Regions from separate parts of the Mus musculus genome. Here all the other regions are linked to region 4. Evidence: chromatin contacts called from public Hi-C, HiChIP or PLAC-seq and promoter capture Hi-C data. All regions are on one chromosome and are shown on one strand. The core of a region is the stretch at or near the end of the contact, and the rest is flanking DNA. Distances in the headings are between cores, read along the strand shown. Region 1 holds the start of Zfp952 (zinc finger protein 952). Region 2 holds the start of Atat1 (alpha tubulin acetyltransferase 1). Region 3 holds the start of Vars2 (valyl-tRNA synthetase 2, mitochondrial). Region 4 holds the start of Pbx2 (pre B cell leukemia homeobox 2).

The links. Promoter capture Hi-C pulls out the DNA fragments that hold promoters and counts their contacts. Hi-C and Micro-C count contacts between places; a contact is called where the count stands out from the background. HiChIP or PLAC-seq counts read pairs in DNA pulled down with a chosen protein or histone mark.
Region 1: an H3K27ac HiChIP or PLAC-seq map of microglia shows a contact between it and region 4, with 5 times the contacts expected there. The contact joins the promoter of Zfp952 here to the promoter of Pbx2 in region 4. A contact is called at or near these places in 1 of 39 promoter capture datasets (pre-B cells) and 1 of 115 datasets of contacts at active chromatin or transcription factors (microglia).
Region 2: a contact with region 4 is called in a promoter capture Hi-C map of erythroid cells, with 5 times the contacts expected there. The contact joins the promoter of Atat1 here to the promoter of Pbx2 in region 4. A contact is called at or near these places in 2 of 39 promoter capture datasets (erythroid cells and hippocampal neurons), 1 of 115 datasets of contacts at active chromatin or transcription factors (pancreatic cancer cells) and 1 of 9 other capture datasets (adipose tissue).
Region 3: a Hi-C map of B cells shows a contact between it and region 4, with 7 read pairs. The contact joins the promoter of Vars2 here to the promoter of Pbx2 in region 4. A contact is called at or near these places in 2 of 39 promoter capture datasets (liver and pre-B cells), 1 of 484 Hi-C or Micro-C datasets (B cells) and 1 of 115 datasets of contacts at active chromatin or transcription factors (pancreatic cancer cells).

Annotation. Positions count from the first base shown.
Region 1 is chr17:32,991,623-32,994,807 of GRCm38.p6, reverse strand. It overlaps Zfp952 (zinc finger protein 952), which reads right to left and starts at 1,669. Exons shown (of 4, transcript NM_001045559.1): 1 at 1,550-1,669. The coding sequence starts at 1,570.
Region 2 is chr17:35,908,648-35,911,941 of GRCm38.p6, reverse strand. It overlaps Atat1 (alpha tubulin acetyltransferase 1), which reads left to right and starts at 1,874. Exons shown (of 13, transcript NM_001142744.1): 1 at 1,874-2,013; 2 at 2,451-2,511; 3 at 2,592-2,683; 4 at 2,794-2,854; 5 at 2,976-3,089; 6 at 3,278-3,294. The coding sequence starts at 1,907. It overlaps Mrps18b (mitochondrial ribosomal protein S18B), which reads left to right. Exons shown (of 7, transcript NM_025878.2): 6 at 464-523; 7 at 986-1,562. The coding sequence ends at 1,275. It overlaps Gm16279 (predicted gene 16279), which reads right to left and starts at 2,207. Exons shown (of 2, transcript NR_167681.1): 1 at 1,849-2,207; 2 at 1,422-1,739.
Region 3 is chr17:35,665,515-35,669,163 of GRCm38.p6, reverse strand. Vars2 (valyl-tRNA synthetase 2, mitochondrial) reads left to right here and starts at 1,572. Exons shown (of 29, transcript NM_175137.4): 1 at 1,572-2,091; 2 at 2,239-2,320; 3 at 2,409-2,509; 4 at 2,912-3,033; 5 at 3,125-3,191; 6 at 3,281-3,378. The coding sequence starts at 1,891. Gtf2h4 (general transcription factor II H, polypeptide 4) reads left to right here. Exons shown (of 14, transcript NM_010364.4): 12 at 507-554; 13 at 658-736; 14 at 1,162-1,436. The coding sequence ends at 1,334.
Region 4 is chr17:34,590,855-34,594,141 of GRCm38.p6, reverse strand. It overlaps Pbx2 (pre B cell leukemia homeobox 2), which reads right to left and starts at 1,883. Exons shown (of 9, transcript NM_017463.3): 1 at 1,368-1,883; 2 at 497-570; 3 at 28-275. The coding sequence starts at 1,588. Gpsm3 (G-protein signalling modulator 3 (AGS3-like, C. elegans)) reads right to left here. Exons shown (of 4, transcript NM_134116.5): 3 at 3,201-3,287; 4 at 2,388-2,972. The coding sequence ends at 2,835.

The DNA.
Region 1 (3,185 bases), core at 420-2,919, 1.6 Mb after region 4:
TCCACAAAAACTTGGGTTGCTTCAGGGCAGATGTCACTCATTTTTAGCTCAGAATAAGCCGTCTCATTACTTCCTCCAAGGCAGCATTCTGAACTTGGGCTTACCCAAAAGTCAGAGAAGTGATCGGCAACATTCTTAAGTAGCCGGTGTCTCTCTGCCACGTGCAAGAAGTTTCAGAGCTTTAGTCCATTGTTAGAGTGGGCAGCATGGTGGCACGCAGGCAGACACAGTGCTGGAGAGGTAGCTGAGAACTCTACATGCAGATACACAGGCAGCAGGAAAAGTCAAAAACAGTTTCAACCATTTCAAGGAAAAAAATAAATGGTGCCTTTGTGTCAGGCTGATCATCCCCGACTTTCTTGATGGTCAGAGATTACTATCTACATAGAACAAGTAGTTGAAGGCAAAAACACCAAAGATTTAATATTTCTTCCAAGAACTGTATTCCAATTAAAGACTAATTGACGAACTCTCCTAATTCTTTCTGTTCGGAGAAACCCACCAAGGAAAACCAAATTACAGCTACATGAATCCCTTCCCTCAGGCTTTCCCCCCATTTTTCCATATTTCCACTTTTAACTATTTTGACCAGCATTATTATTCAAAAGAGAGCTCAAAAGCGAGGTTGAAATAGATTTCCAATGGAGAAAAATGCCCTCTACACAACAAGGAGCCTTTGCCTAACATAAATAAAGCCTCGGGTTCAACTGGCCCTACTGTAAGGAGACAGTTGTCTGAATCCACGCATCTCAAGGACAGCTTCACTATCCTGCTGACAGAAACAAACTGAGTCCGTGTTCCCAGGCCCAGGAACCAGCTCCTTTGCCCCTCATCATTTTGAGTTACTCACCAAATGTCCAGGATGAGGCCTGACCACCAAGATTCTGAGAAAAAAGCCTTGAAACCAGGTGGCCCAGGGGAGGCTTCATCACCAATGATTCCTTTACCCCTTTCCTGTGACAAGCCGCAGGAGTCATCAAAATCACATTGGCGACTCCCTTGCCCAACCCCTTATGTCAAAATACGGCTGGACAACGCTACAGCCCACTCACTCCACTCCCCTTTGCTCTGAGGTCTCATCCGAAATATGCTGTGCAATTTTCCTTCCGGGACGGGGTCTATGCTATTGTCCCTGACCGGTCAGGTTTTTCTGCTTAATTAAAATAAAGATCTTGCTTTGCTGGACTCTTGTGCCTGCTTGTGTTTTGTTTTGGGGGGACCCCCAACAGCTGAAAAAAATAAAGAAAACGAAAGAAAAACACACCGTGATCACGGAGGAAAACTACAGCAGGGCAAACGAAAGTGCAAGGGCAGAAAGACCCGCAACAGCGCTCACACACCCTCTGTCGTTCAAAACGCAGTTTGCGTTCAGCATCACCAATCTACCAGCGCTGCAAATTCTGCAGAGGTGTAAGTTCGAGGCATGGACCCACACTGAAAGGACTGGCATGAAACCCGTTTCGTAGTGAAGGGACAGAACTGGACCCTGGTCTCCTGGCAGTGTCACAGATCTGCCATCCTCGAAGCCAGGAGCCCGTGACACACTCACCATTCTCTGCTTTTGATGCATACTGTGTCCTCTCCAAGGAGCCTGAAATTAGAAGAAGTGACAGTAACCGAAGAAGAGTTGACACGACTCTTCCCGCAGCTGCACCGGCTTCAAGATGGTAGCAAGTGAGGAACCCTTCGATTATCTGCGCTTCTTATTGGACAGGGGAATAACAGCGCCGTTGATTGGTGAATAACTCCCCCTGCCTCCTACGAGCTTAATTAAAAAGAAATCAGCCTTTCTGAGTACCGCTGCAGCTAAAATCACAGTTGTCACTCATGACCCTTTTAGCTTGCTCTTCACTAGAACAAACCTGGCGCAACCTGAAGTTTTGTGGCATTTAAGGAAACATTCAGCAGGATTCTTAGTGCATGCGTTTTCCAACTACACACCCTATCCCCTAAAGAACTAATGCTACAGCTTTACAGTGGAGCCTCTAGTGTCAGTACCCCAAGGAGAAAACCCAAGACTTTTCCTTAGGAAGAGTCCCTATGTCAATCTGGGGGCATAGGGAAAAAAAGAGGACCTGACATGCAAGCTCAAGATTTGGGGAGGTTAAGCTAAAGCTTTCGCAAACCTTGTGTTTCAATATACCCGTTTTCTGCCAAGAAAATTAAAACATATCAACAATGAATTCAACTATAAATTGTCTGGAGAAAAATGGAATTGCACACCCGAAGTTTTCTACAAAGGATTCAACAGGTCTGAAAAGCAGCCTTTGGACGTCAGCCAAAAAGGTTTCTTTGCCCAAGGAAATCCTCTATATTCAGGAATGTAAAATGGTCTCAGCCTCCCAGATCAACACTGATTTTGGACCAAGAGCTTCACAGTGGATCTGTTAGGTTCGGGGAGAAGCCAAGAAAATTGATTTCAAAGACAGCAGCTTAAAATGAAAGTTTTATTCTCTGAGTACACAGAGAGGTAGCCAGCTCGGGATCTCTACTGCATACCTGAAGGGAAATAGTATAGCATATTAAAGGATGAAACCACAAGTTCAGGGGGAAGCCGGGTGGGCTGTAGCATTGTCCACTCATATTTTTTTTTAAAGATTTATTTATTACATGTAAGTACATTGTAGCTGTCTTCAGACATTCCAGAAGAGGGCGCCAGATCTCCTTACGGATGGTTGTGAGCCACCATGCGGTTGCTGGGAATTGAACTCAGGATCTTCAGAAGAGCAGTCAGTGCTCTTAACCGCTGAGCCATCTCTCCAGCCCGTCCACTCATATTTTGACACAATGGGTTGAACAAAGGAGTTTCCATTGTGGCTCTGCCCCTGACTGGGAGCAGTCAGTCAGGAAGGTGATGCACATTGGCGACTGGGCCTTATCTGGGGCCACCCAGTTTCAATGTCCTTGAAATCCTGGACATTTGGCCTGTAACTCAAAATGATAAGGGTGCAAAGGGGTGGGCAAGCTGCATGTAATCAGTTAGGTCATGACAGGCAATCAGTGTATAGATTTATGGCGTGTGTACCTTAGTTTCCTTAACAGGCAACTTCTTTTTTTTTTTTTTTTTTTATATATTCTTTACTGGTTATCAGACAAGCAAGAAGCATGTGAAACAACAGAATCAGAGTTGGTTCCTGGGCCTGGGAACATGAACTCAGTTTGACCCAACCAGTAAGATGGAGAAG
Region 2 (3,294 bases), core at 625-3,124, 1.3 Mb before region 4:
GTGTGTGACAGGGTTTCTCTGTACAGCCCTGGCTGTCCTGGAACTCACTCTGTAGACCAGGCTGGCCTCGAACTCAGAAATCCGCCTGCCTCTGCCTCCTGAGTGCTGGGATTAAAGGCGTGTGCCACCATGCCCGGCGATATGTCCCTTTTGTCAGAGTTTTTTTGTTGTCAGCCTACAGAGTGGAGCTGGGAATAATTGCTACTCTGTCACATTCCCTAATTTGAAATCACTTCTTATAAGATCTTTTTCTGTGGATTTTCCAAGTCAGCCTTAACCACATTTGTCATTGAGTCATCTTCTGGCCCATCTGTAGGCTCTGTCATTCCATGACATCTCTGTAGTGGCTGGACATCCAGGCAGATACAGGTCAGGGCCCTGGGGCATTAAATGGTCAGCTGTCTCTGTGTAGAAGACTTGCTGCTGTGTGGGACGCTGTCCAGGTTGACGTTTCTCTCCGTAGGGGTCTGTATGAAGCAGCACAAGAAGCTGACCCAGGCCATCCAGAAAGCCAGGGAGTGTGGTAAGTGAGAGCAAGGGGCAAGGGTTTCTGAGGTGCTTACGTGCTCCCATGTCTATGAGAAAGTACTCAGCAGACTCCTAGTTTTTCCACGTTGGGTGAGTTGCTGGACTCGGAAGTAACAGCTGTAGGTTCCAGGCTACTAAGAGTACATATTGAGATGATCTTTCAGGAAACACAAGGAAGGAACATTCCTTCTTCAGACTACTCTGTCTCCTGAATCTTGACAGTCTTGTGTTTCTTGGTTCTGACCTGGCTTATACAGCACCTTTGCACGGATGAGTGAGGAGGGAGAGCCCATGCAGTGCCCTGCCTGTTCTCTGTCTCCTTGGCAGGGTGTGCTGTGTATGCGCTGCTGGAATGTGCTTGGTGGTTATGACTGGTCCCTCGACTTGTAGTGCCTTTTTCTTGTCTTGAGTCTGACCTGCCCTTCCTCATCCACCATTATTTCCTTTAACCCCGTAGGTCTTCTCAGTTACTACGTCCCCCAGGTTGAGCCCCGGGATGCTGACTTTGGTACTGTGCATGGAGCTGTCAGTGTGACTCCACCAGCCCCCACACTGTTGTCAGGTGAACCTTGGTACCCATGGTACAGCTGGCAACAGCCACCAGAGAGAGAGCTGTCTCGCCTTCGCCGACTCTATCAAGGAAATCTCCTAGAAGAAAGTGGCCCGCCACCTGAGTCGATGCCAGAGATGCCCACTACACCACCAGCAGAATCCTCCATTGAGCAGCCAGGCTCCCAGAGTGCTTAGAACTTGTGACCTGGGGAAGTCAGACCAAGGGAGTACTGTCTAGGGCTACGTGGTATCCTGTGTCCTGCAAAGGGTTCTGTTTTGTGACAGTGGCAGACCCTATAGGGAACTGGCTGGCATGAAGAGAACAAAGCACATTTGACGTTGAGGGGGACTAGATGTTTATGGGTAACTGGTGAGGACTTACATATAAACTGGAGACTCTTGTGTATGCCCTTGATGGTGTGTCCCTGATTTAAACCTCCTGGCTCAGCTTTTATACAATAAAGCTGTGTCTCTTCACCCGTTCTTGACTCCCTTTGGGCTGTCTGTTCAAAACGTGGGTGTGAAGTCTATGAGGTGGGGTGGGAGTGTGGTCTACCCGCAACTCCAAGGGGTGTGAGACTGGTTCTTCTGAAGGTTCCCTCAGCTGTTCACTGGGAGGGCAGGATACTTGGTTGCCCTGGCATCTCAGGGGCACAGACCTACAAAAGGAGAACTGTTGCTAGAGAAAAATGGGGTTTCCCAGGCACTGTGAAACCATGGTGGGGGCGGGGCGAGCCCTCGGGGCGGGTCCTAGAGATAAAGACTTACCGGCCCTCTTAGCGGAAGTGACGTTGTGTGGGGCGTGTCTGGTCCCGCACAATGGGCCATGGAGTTCCCGTTCGATGTGGATGCGCTGTTCCCGGAGCGGATCACCGTGCTGGACCAGCACCTGCGGCCTCCGGCCCGCCGACCCGGAACCACAACGCCGGCCCGGTGACATTTCAAACCCGACCCATGGCCCTTCTGTCCCGGTTCCTCTCCAAACCTGATCCAGGAACCACGCCCCCTTCTCACTGACTACTGGCCATTTCTCCTGCGGTCTTACTTGTGTTTTGGTGACCTTTGACCCTGGATCTAGCCGGGTTAATAGACCTACATCTGTAACCTTTCACCATCTGGCCTAATGTGGCCTCAACAAGAGGCTATAGTTGACCCGCCCTTCCTACCGCGTCACAGTAACCTTAACACGGGAGCTGTGAAACCAAAGCTTGGGATCTGGAGGGGTGAGGTGAGGTGGGAGGTGAGGAAGAGTTCCAAGCAAAGTCAGAGACCCTGTGGAGGAGCCTGGGTGGGAGCCAAGCAGGCTGCCAGGAATGACTTACACGATGCTGTAACCTAGCGAGTGTCTGACCGGGCCCCTCTCTCTGTAGTGTGGATCTGCAGCAGCAAATCATGACTATTGTAGATGAGCTGGGCAAGGCTTCTGCCAAGGTACGGGGCGCCTCTAGGAGGAGGAAAGGGAGATGGGTGGCAGATAAGGAGCCAAACAAAGTAGATCTTCATCTCTGCAGGCGCAGCACCTCCCTGCACCCATCACCAGCGCTTTGAGGATGCAAAGCAACCGGCACGTTATTTACATACTGAAGGACACCTCAGCCCGACCGTGAGTCTTACTGTCATTATTCCCTGTGAATCAAACTCTTCTTACCTCCCTTTTACAATCTCTCCCAGACAGTTGCTCCTGCCTGGTTCATTATTTCCCCCATCCCACAGGGCAGGGAAAGGAGCCATTATTGGTTTCCTCAAAGTTGGATACAAGAAGCTCTTTGTACTGGTGAGTGTCACTGCAAACTAGCCATTTGTAAGCACTGGTGTCAGAGAAGAAATGGGGGCGGGGTGGGAGACAATGAAGAAGATGCATGGCTCCTAATGAGTATGTGTTCTTGACCTCTTAGGATGACCGGGAGGCTCACAATGAGGTAGAACCCCTTTGCATTCTGGACTTTTACATCCACGAGTCGGTGCAACGGCATGGCCACGGGCGAGAACTTTTTCAGCATATGTTACAGGTACCCAACAACCTTTACCGATTAGTCAGAATAGATCTAAAAGGCTCTTCACCCCGAAGCTCTAGGAGGCCCTGCTCCATGGCCCACAGTTGGTCCCCTTTTCTCTGTATTCCCTTACCAGGCTCCCAGTATCCTGCTAGCATGCTCCTCCTACAACCCCTGCCCCCAAGTTTTCCGTTTTCCTGCAGAAAGAGCGAGTGGAGCC
Region 3 (3,649 bases), core at 323-2,822, 1.1 Mb before region 4:
TGAATCTGTCTCACTCCACAGTTCACGGCTGCCTTGTCTTTGCGAGCCTTACTCTGCTCCCAGTAAACAGCAGTCCAGGGGTGCTGGAAGACTAGATGTTAAGATGCTTAGCTTAGAGCCTGCTGAGATATGGTTGCTACTGCCATCTTAAAGAAAGAAAAACAAGGCAAGACTATGGAGAGAACAGATGCATCATAGAGGGACTCGCAGGAGGTGCACCTGAAAGTAACAGTAGAACAGGCCTGGGTCTTGTCAGGCTTGTGGCTAGGAGAACAGAGATGCTGTTTCAGTGACATTAGCTCAGATGACTTTCTACATTCTTCTTTTTTAAAGTTTTATTATACATAAGTACGCACCAGAAGAGAGCGTCAGATCTCATTACAGTGGTTGTGAACCACCATGTGGTTGCTGGGATTTGAACTCGGGATCTTCTGAAGAGCTGTCAGTGCTCTTACCCACTGAGCCATCTCGCCAGCCCGATTTTCTACATTCTTGTGTTTTCCTAGATAATCCATTTCCTAAGGACAAGGGCACATCCAGTGATGCTCAAACAGGTATGACTGGGTACCAAGACTCAGGGGGGCTGGCAGCCTGGGCACCTAGCCGCGAGAGGATGGATGAGAAGCCAGGTCCTATAGCCTCACCCTTGTCCTGCAGAATCCTGTGCTGCCCCCCACCATAACAGACCAGATTCGGCTGTGGGAGCTGGAAAGGGACAGACTCCGGTTCACTGAAGGTGAGTGGCTTCCGCTGACCTAATCTCAATCATTGGCTAAAGAGGTAAGGCCAGCAATTTCACGCAAAAGTTTTGTGCATTTCGTATTTGTTTCTCAAAAGGGAAGGAGAGGAAGACTGATCTTTTATTTTGGTATATTAGTAGCAGGAAATATGTCCCAAATCAGTGCAGTTTGAATTAAGCTAGGTGAGGGGATAAGAGGCAGGGTAATTCAGTCTTCTCTTTAGGTGGGTTTGCGTGGCTTTTCTTGTGGATTCTGCTGTCTTTTCGAGTGTCTGGATGCCACAGGTGTTAAAGTTGAACAGTCGACTATCCGTAGAGAATTAGTCCTAAGAACTGTGGCCTGCAGCCCCTGCCTGCATGCTGCTTGGAGGGGCAGAGACCACTGCAGCCCCTCACCTCCTGCCTGTCCCACCCGACCCCAGGCGTCCTGTATAACCAGTTCCTGTCGCAAGTGGACTTTGAACTGCTGCTGGCCCACGCGCGGGAGCTGGGCGTGCTTGTGTTCGAGAACTCGGCCAAGCGGCTGATGGTGGTGACGCCGGCAGGGCACAGCGACGTCAAGCGCTTCTGGAAGCGGCAGAAGCACAGCTCCTGAGCCGGCCAGGTCCAGCCCCGGGCGGGCAGCTTTCCAACTCAGATGTATTTTGTTTACACACCGGGATATTTCTTGTTTAATAAAATTATGGAAAAAAATCTACGCGGCTTCAGACGTCTGCCGGCGTTTCCCTACCCAACGCAGTGATACCCGCTTCTAGCCAGAAAGCCGGAGGAGCGAGAGTCTTTTACGCATGCGCCTGCGTGTCCCCGCCCACGCATGCGCGCGCACCTCGCCATGCACCTATCGGCTCTGAGTTCGCCGGGACGTTCGAGTTAGAGGCGCATGGCCGAGGTTGCGGGGGTGGGGGTGGTCCCAGGCTTCCGAACCCCAACCTTCGTGTCCGCGTCAGTGCCCGGTGACGGGCAGAGCTCCCGCCTTCTCTGGACGCCCTGGTTTCAGTGATTCCAGAGTGCTGTCCACACCGTGCGCTCCGCCCCTAGGCGGAAGGACGTAGAGTGAGAGAGGGTCCTGCGGATGGGAGTGAAGGGTTGCGACCTCCTGCATCCCATGGCCTCGTAGTGAGCAGACCTCCATCCCTTCCCAAACACTCCCGATGCCTCATTTGCCTCTGGCCTCTTTCCGGCCACCGCTCTGGGGGCTGAGGCCCTCATGGGGTCTTTCCAGGCCCCAGGCACTTTGTACACAGCCGGAGCCCCACGGCTCCCCTGTCTCTCGGAGGAACCGTGAAGCCAAACAGAAGCGCCTGCGCGAGAAACAGGCGGCCCTGGAGGCTGGGCTAGCTGAGAAGAGCAAGGTCAGGGGTCAGTCCTTGGGTCTCCCAAGACTTGGGAAGGGGCTGAAAGAGACTGGCGCAGGGATCCAGATGACTGTGGTGTATTGGGGATTGCAGCCTCCACCCCCACTCCGCAACACACACACACACCCTGTTTCCTCCCTGCAGATACCTGCAGTGCCCACTAAGGCCTGGAGTCACAAGGAGGTAGTATTGTATGAAATCCCCACCGGGCCAGGTGAAAAGAAAGGTAAAGTGTAGGGTGTGTTTTGCGATGTTGTTGCTCTTTGGTCTGCTAACATGCAGTTCAGTAGTGGATCTCTGTTCTGCTTCCACAGATGTTTCTGGGCCCCTGCCTCCTGCTTACAGTCCCCAGTATGTTGAAGCGGCCTGGTACCAGTGGTGGGTGCGAGAGGGCTTCTTCAAACCAGAGTATCAGGTCAGTGCGCGGCAGAGGGCTTCTATGAGGTCCTTAAGACAGAGTGAGTGGCCCTTGAACTTGGTGGGCACAGGCTAACTTCACAGTTGATGTTTATTTCTTTCGGCCCCTGGTTTTCTTTTTGCCTCCCCCGTGTTGGATTTCAATAATAATAATAATAATAATAATAATAATAATAAATTTGAGACACTGTTTCTCCACGTAGTCCTGGCCGTCCTGGAACTCTGTAGACGAGGCTGGCCTCAAACTCAGAGATCTGCCTTCCTCTGCCTTTTCACACGTGTGCCACTACACCTGGCCTTCTTGAAGTTCTTTTTGCCCCAAGGCACCAGAGGGTGCTGTTCCCCTAGGCAACAGCAACAACTAGTTCTCCCTCGCCTCTGACTTCCTCATTCCTTCCAGGCAAGGCTGCCCCAAGCTACAGGGGAGACCTTTTCCATGTGTATCCCACCTCCCAATGTCACCGGCTCCCTGCACATTGGCCATGCACTCACAGTGGCGATCCAGGACGCACTTGTGCGCTGGTGAGAGGCGGTGGGGCCACTGCAGTTCCCGAAGGGAAGGCTGGAAGTGAGGATCAGTGAGCTCAGAGTCCCCATGGTGTTTCTGTGGCAGGCACCGGATGCGTGGGGATCGCGTGCTGTGGATCCCCGGGTCTGATCACGCAGGAATTGCTACACAGGTGGGTCTTGTGCCCCCCTCTGCTTGGTTGAAAGTGCCGTCTTTATGTGAAGCCTGACTAGCTTTCATTTACACCTGATCCCATTTCAGGCCATGGTGGAGAAGCAGCTATGGAAGGAGCAGAGGGTGCGGAGACATGAGCTGAGCCGGGAAGACTTCCTCAGGGCCGTGTGGCAGTGGAAACATGAGTACGAGGGCAGGGCCAGTGGGATTGTCAGCACTACTTCTGACTTGTAGCATTTGGTTTTTCTGGCCTTGTGCTTCACTGTCTCGGAGCAGAGGGAATGATGTCTGAGCCAAGAGTGTGTGTGTGTGCGTGTGTGTCACAATGTGCACATTTGTCTGTATACTGTGCTCATGTTAGAATGCACACACGTGTGTACTATGCTTGTGTTGGGATGCACACTTGTGTGTCCTATGCTCATGTTAGGATGCACACATTTATGTGTATATGGATGG
Region 4 (3,287 bases), core at 634-3,133:
CTCACCGGCTCGCTTGCCTCTCCTCACCTGCTCATACTTCTCCAGCTCTGAGTGGTAGATGTGGCGGATCTGGGCAAGCTTGCTGCGATAGTCTGAGTGTTCGATGGAGTTGTCCGGGGATACGCCACCACCGGAGGCTGCGGCAGCTGCAGCAGCTGCTGCGGAGCCGCCCCCTTTCTCGGGTCCAGCCACACCTTCTGCCAGAAGCATGTTGTCCAGGCGCATCAGCTGTGGGTCCACGGGCTCCTCCTCTTGGGAGCTCCGAATGCTAAGGCCTAGCAGGCAGGCAAACAGACTTAAGGAACCCCTCACCCCCCACCCCCATCCCCGGTCAAAGCTCCATCCTCGGTCCCAGGGCTCCAGGGCTTCCCTTCCCCACTTCCTTTCATGCAACCTCCGTGGCTCTCAATTTCCTCAAGGCTTCAAGTTGTCAAACTCTAAGCCCTAAGGCAGAGTCTTGCTCCCAGAAGTGAGCATCAGAGGGGCACCTACGTACCAGTTTTCTCCTTGATTTCACACAGGACACTAAACAGGGCAGGTTTCATTCGGTGACAGTTTAGGGCATGTTTCCTTAGGAGGAACGGGAGGAGAGAAAGGGTTCAGGCAGGAGAAAGACGAGAGGGGTGCCAGGGTGCAAGGTGGGGGCATAATCTGCGAGGGGGTTAAGTGGGAATCGGGGTAGAGTGGAGTCCGAGGGATAGTTGAGATCAGCTGCCATAGCTTCGGGAAGCGGCAGGGTCACAGGAAGCAGAAGATGCAGGCAGTGGGGCTAAAGTCACTATGGGCGGGCTGAGGCTAAGAGGGATGGTTCAAGCAAAAAGATGGAGCAAGGATCTAGAGATGACTGAAGAAATAAAGGTGACTAGGTAGGTTGTGGAGTAGAGAACCGGAGGCTGTCAGTGTGAGGCGGTAGGGGGCCTGAGAAAGGTGGGGGGGGGGGTGCCCTGCTACCTGGGAGTTCAGTACAGAATGTGTGGGCTGAGCAGGGGGAAGGCTGTTGAGGACTCTTGGAGGCCCCGACCTCCGTGGAAGGGAATGTGTGGAGATCCTGGATCCGTACGCGGAGAATGGGGTGGGCTAGCCGGATAGTTAGGGAAGACAGCTTTGGCTGAGAACAGTTTCTAAGTCTGGGAGCCAAGAGATGGGCCAGAGTTGACTGTAGGGGTCAGCAAAAGGTTAGGAGGGAGTGAGACCACCTGGGGTTCGCTCTGTGGAGGAGGCTTTAGGGCCTAGGGGCAAAGCAAGCTTTGAGAGAACACTAGAACTAAGGAAAGAAAAGAGTTGCAAGATCCAGAGAGGGCCCTGGGGGAGGGGGGCTTGCAGAGGACTCAGAGCTGTGAGCGGGGTCCCGGGGTGGGGGCACTCACTTGGCCTGGGCCTCGTCCAGGCTCTGGTCCGTGATGGTCATTATCTGTTGCAGAATGTCCCCGATGTCTTGCTTCCCTCGGCCTCCCGGGACCCCCCCACTTCCCCCACCGGGGTCTCCGCCACCGGGAGGCTCGCCAGGGCCCCCGGGCTCCGCACCTACCAGCCCCAGACCCCCACGGCCCCCGCCCGGAGGAGGCGGCCCCAGCAGCCGCTCGTCCATAGCTGGGGGGGGGCCTGAGGCCCCCTCCCTGCTCGCCCCTCCCCCCGCCGGGTGACTTCCCCCCCAAACTCGCTGGGGCCGCTGCTCCCTCCGCCCCAACCCCGCCCGGCAACCCGCCTCCCGGCTCCCCTCGGGGGTTCACCCCGGCACTGAAGGGGAGACCCGGGGTGCCGCCTGGGCACCCCCACAGGAGACCCCGGCCCCCGGCGGCGGAGAAAATGGAGCCGGAGAGAGAGAGAGAGAGAGAGGAGGCCCAAGCGGGGGTGTGTGTGCGAGAGGAGGGAGGAGGGAGAAGGGGGAACGAGGGAGGCGGCTGGGGGAGGGGAGCGGGAGGAAGAGGAGGGGAGGAGAGGAGGAACGGGGAGGAGCCGGGGGCGGGGAGACGCAGGCCAGGCGGCGGCGGCGGCGGCGGGTGGAGGCGGGGAGCGGCCGGGCGGCCGGGGAGAGACTGGGTTGGCCTCGGCGCTGGCCGAAAGGGCGCTGGGGTGGGTGTCTCGGCCACCTGGGTTCCGAGGCCATGGTCGGGTGGTGCGGACTCCGGCCTCTGGAATGTTCTCCGACAGCTCGGTTCATATTTCTTGTTCTAATGACTCCCCTCCTTGTTCGACTTAATTAAAACCGGGAGACTGGGGGCTGGGGGAGATGATTAGGGAGGTCTCCAGCCGCTGCTTAATGAGCCAGTAATTAACCAGCCAGGGAGGGGAGCTGGCCTCTGGCCAGATCGCTGAGAGCGGCTGCCCCAGGCCTCACCTACCCACCTTGCACCCCCCCACACACACCCCCAGATACCAGTCTTCAGTCCAGAGGGGAATTATGTTTATTCATACAACCAAAACATCAGACAGACTCAGCAGCAGGGTGGGGGCGGGGTAAGAGTCGCTTCACCGCCTCTGGGCCCCTCTGCCTTGGGGCCTGAGACTGCTAGTGCTGGACAATTGTCTTACTCTTCCCTTTTTTTCTCACTAGGCAGGGGCAGGCCGCAGCCCTCACACCCTGTTTAGTAGCTTGACAGCTCAGGATAGAGACTCTTTAACTGTCCTCGGGAGTTGTGTCCACCCTACCTTGCTTATCTTCATGGTTAGAGTACTTGTCCCAAGTCCAGTCCCCAGGGAAAGTGGGTGGTAAATACAGCAATTTTAGCCGGGTCTTCCATCTCTGGTTACCCCTGCCAAACAGGGTTGAAGACCTTCGGGGAGTGTCCCAGCTTTGAGTCCCAGAGAGAAGGGACTGGTGAGGAGCTCCGGTCTCAGCAGGTGTGTGTAGGAGGCCGGGATCTCTGCTCCTCCATTCGACCTCCACCCTGAACTCTCAGCAGCAACTCCAGAAGCTCCTGCCCCCCGGGGGGAAGGGGCGGGTCAGACCGTTGGGCTTCAATCCGCTGGCACTAGAAACGTGGAGGGAGAAAAGGGCATTGGTAGCCCATAATGGTTTTGGGTAAGAGAGGCCAGGGTTGGTGTGGGGCAGATAGGAAATCTGTGATGGGGATGGGGAGACTAGAGGCTTACCAAAGGACATATGCTTAGGGACAAAGAAGTTAGGGCTCAGGCAGAAGGCCAGCTAGGAGACCTGGGTCTTGTCTCCATGGATGCATGTGGGGTGGGATGTGCCTTACCTGGTGACTAAGGATGGTGCTGTAGAGCTGTTCTTTGTCTTCAAGAAGCCGGGGTGGGGCTGGGGCTAGGTTTGGTGGGGCCTCGGG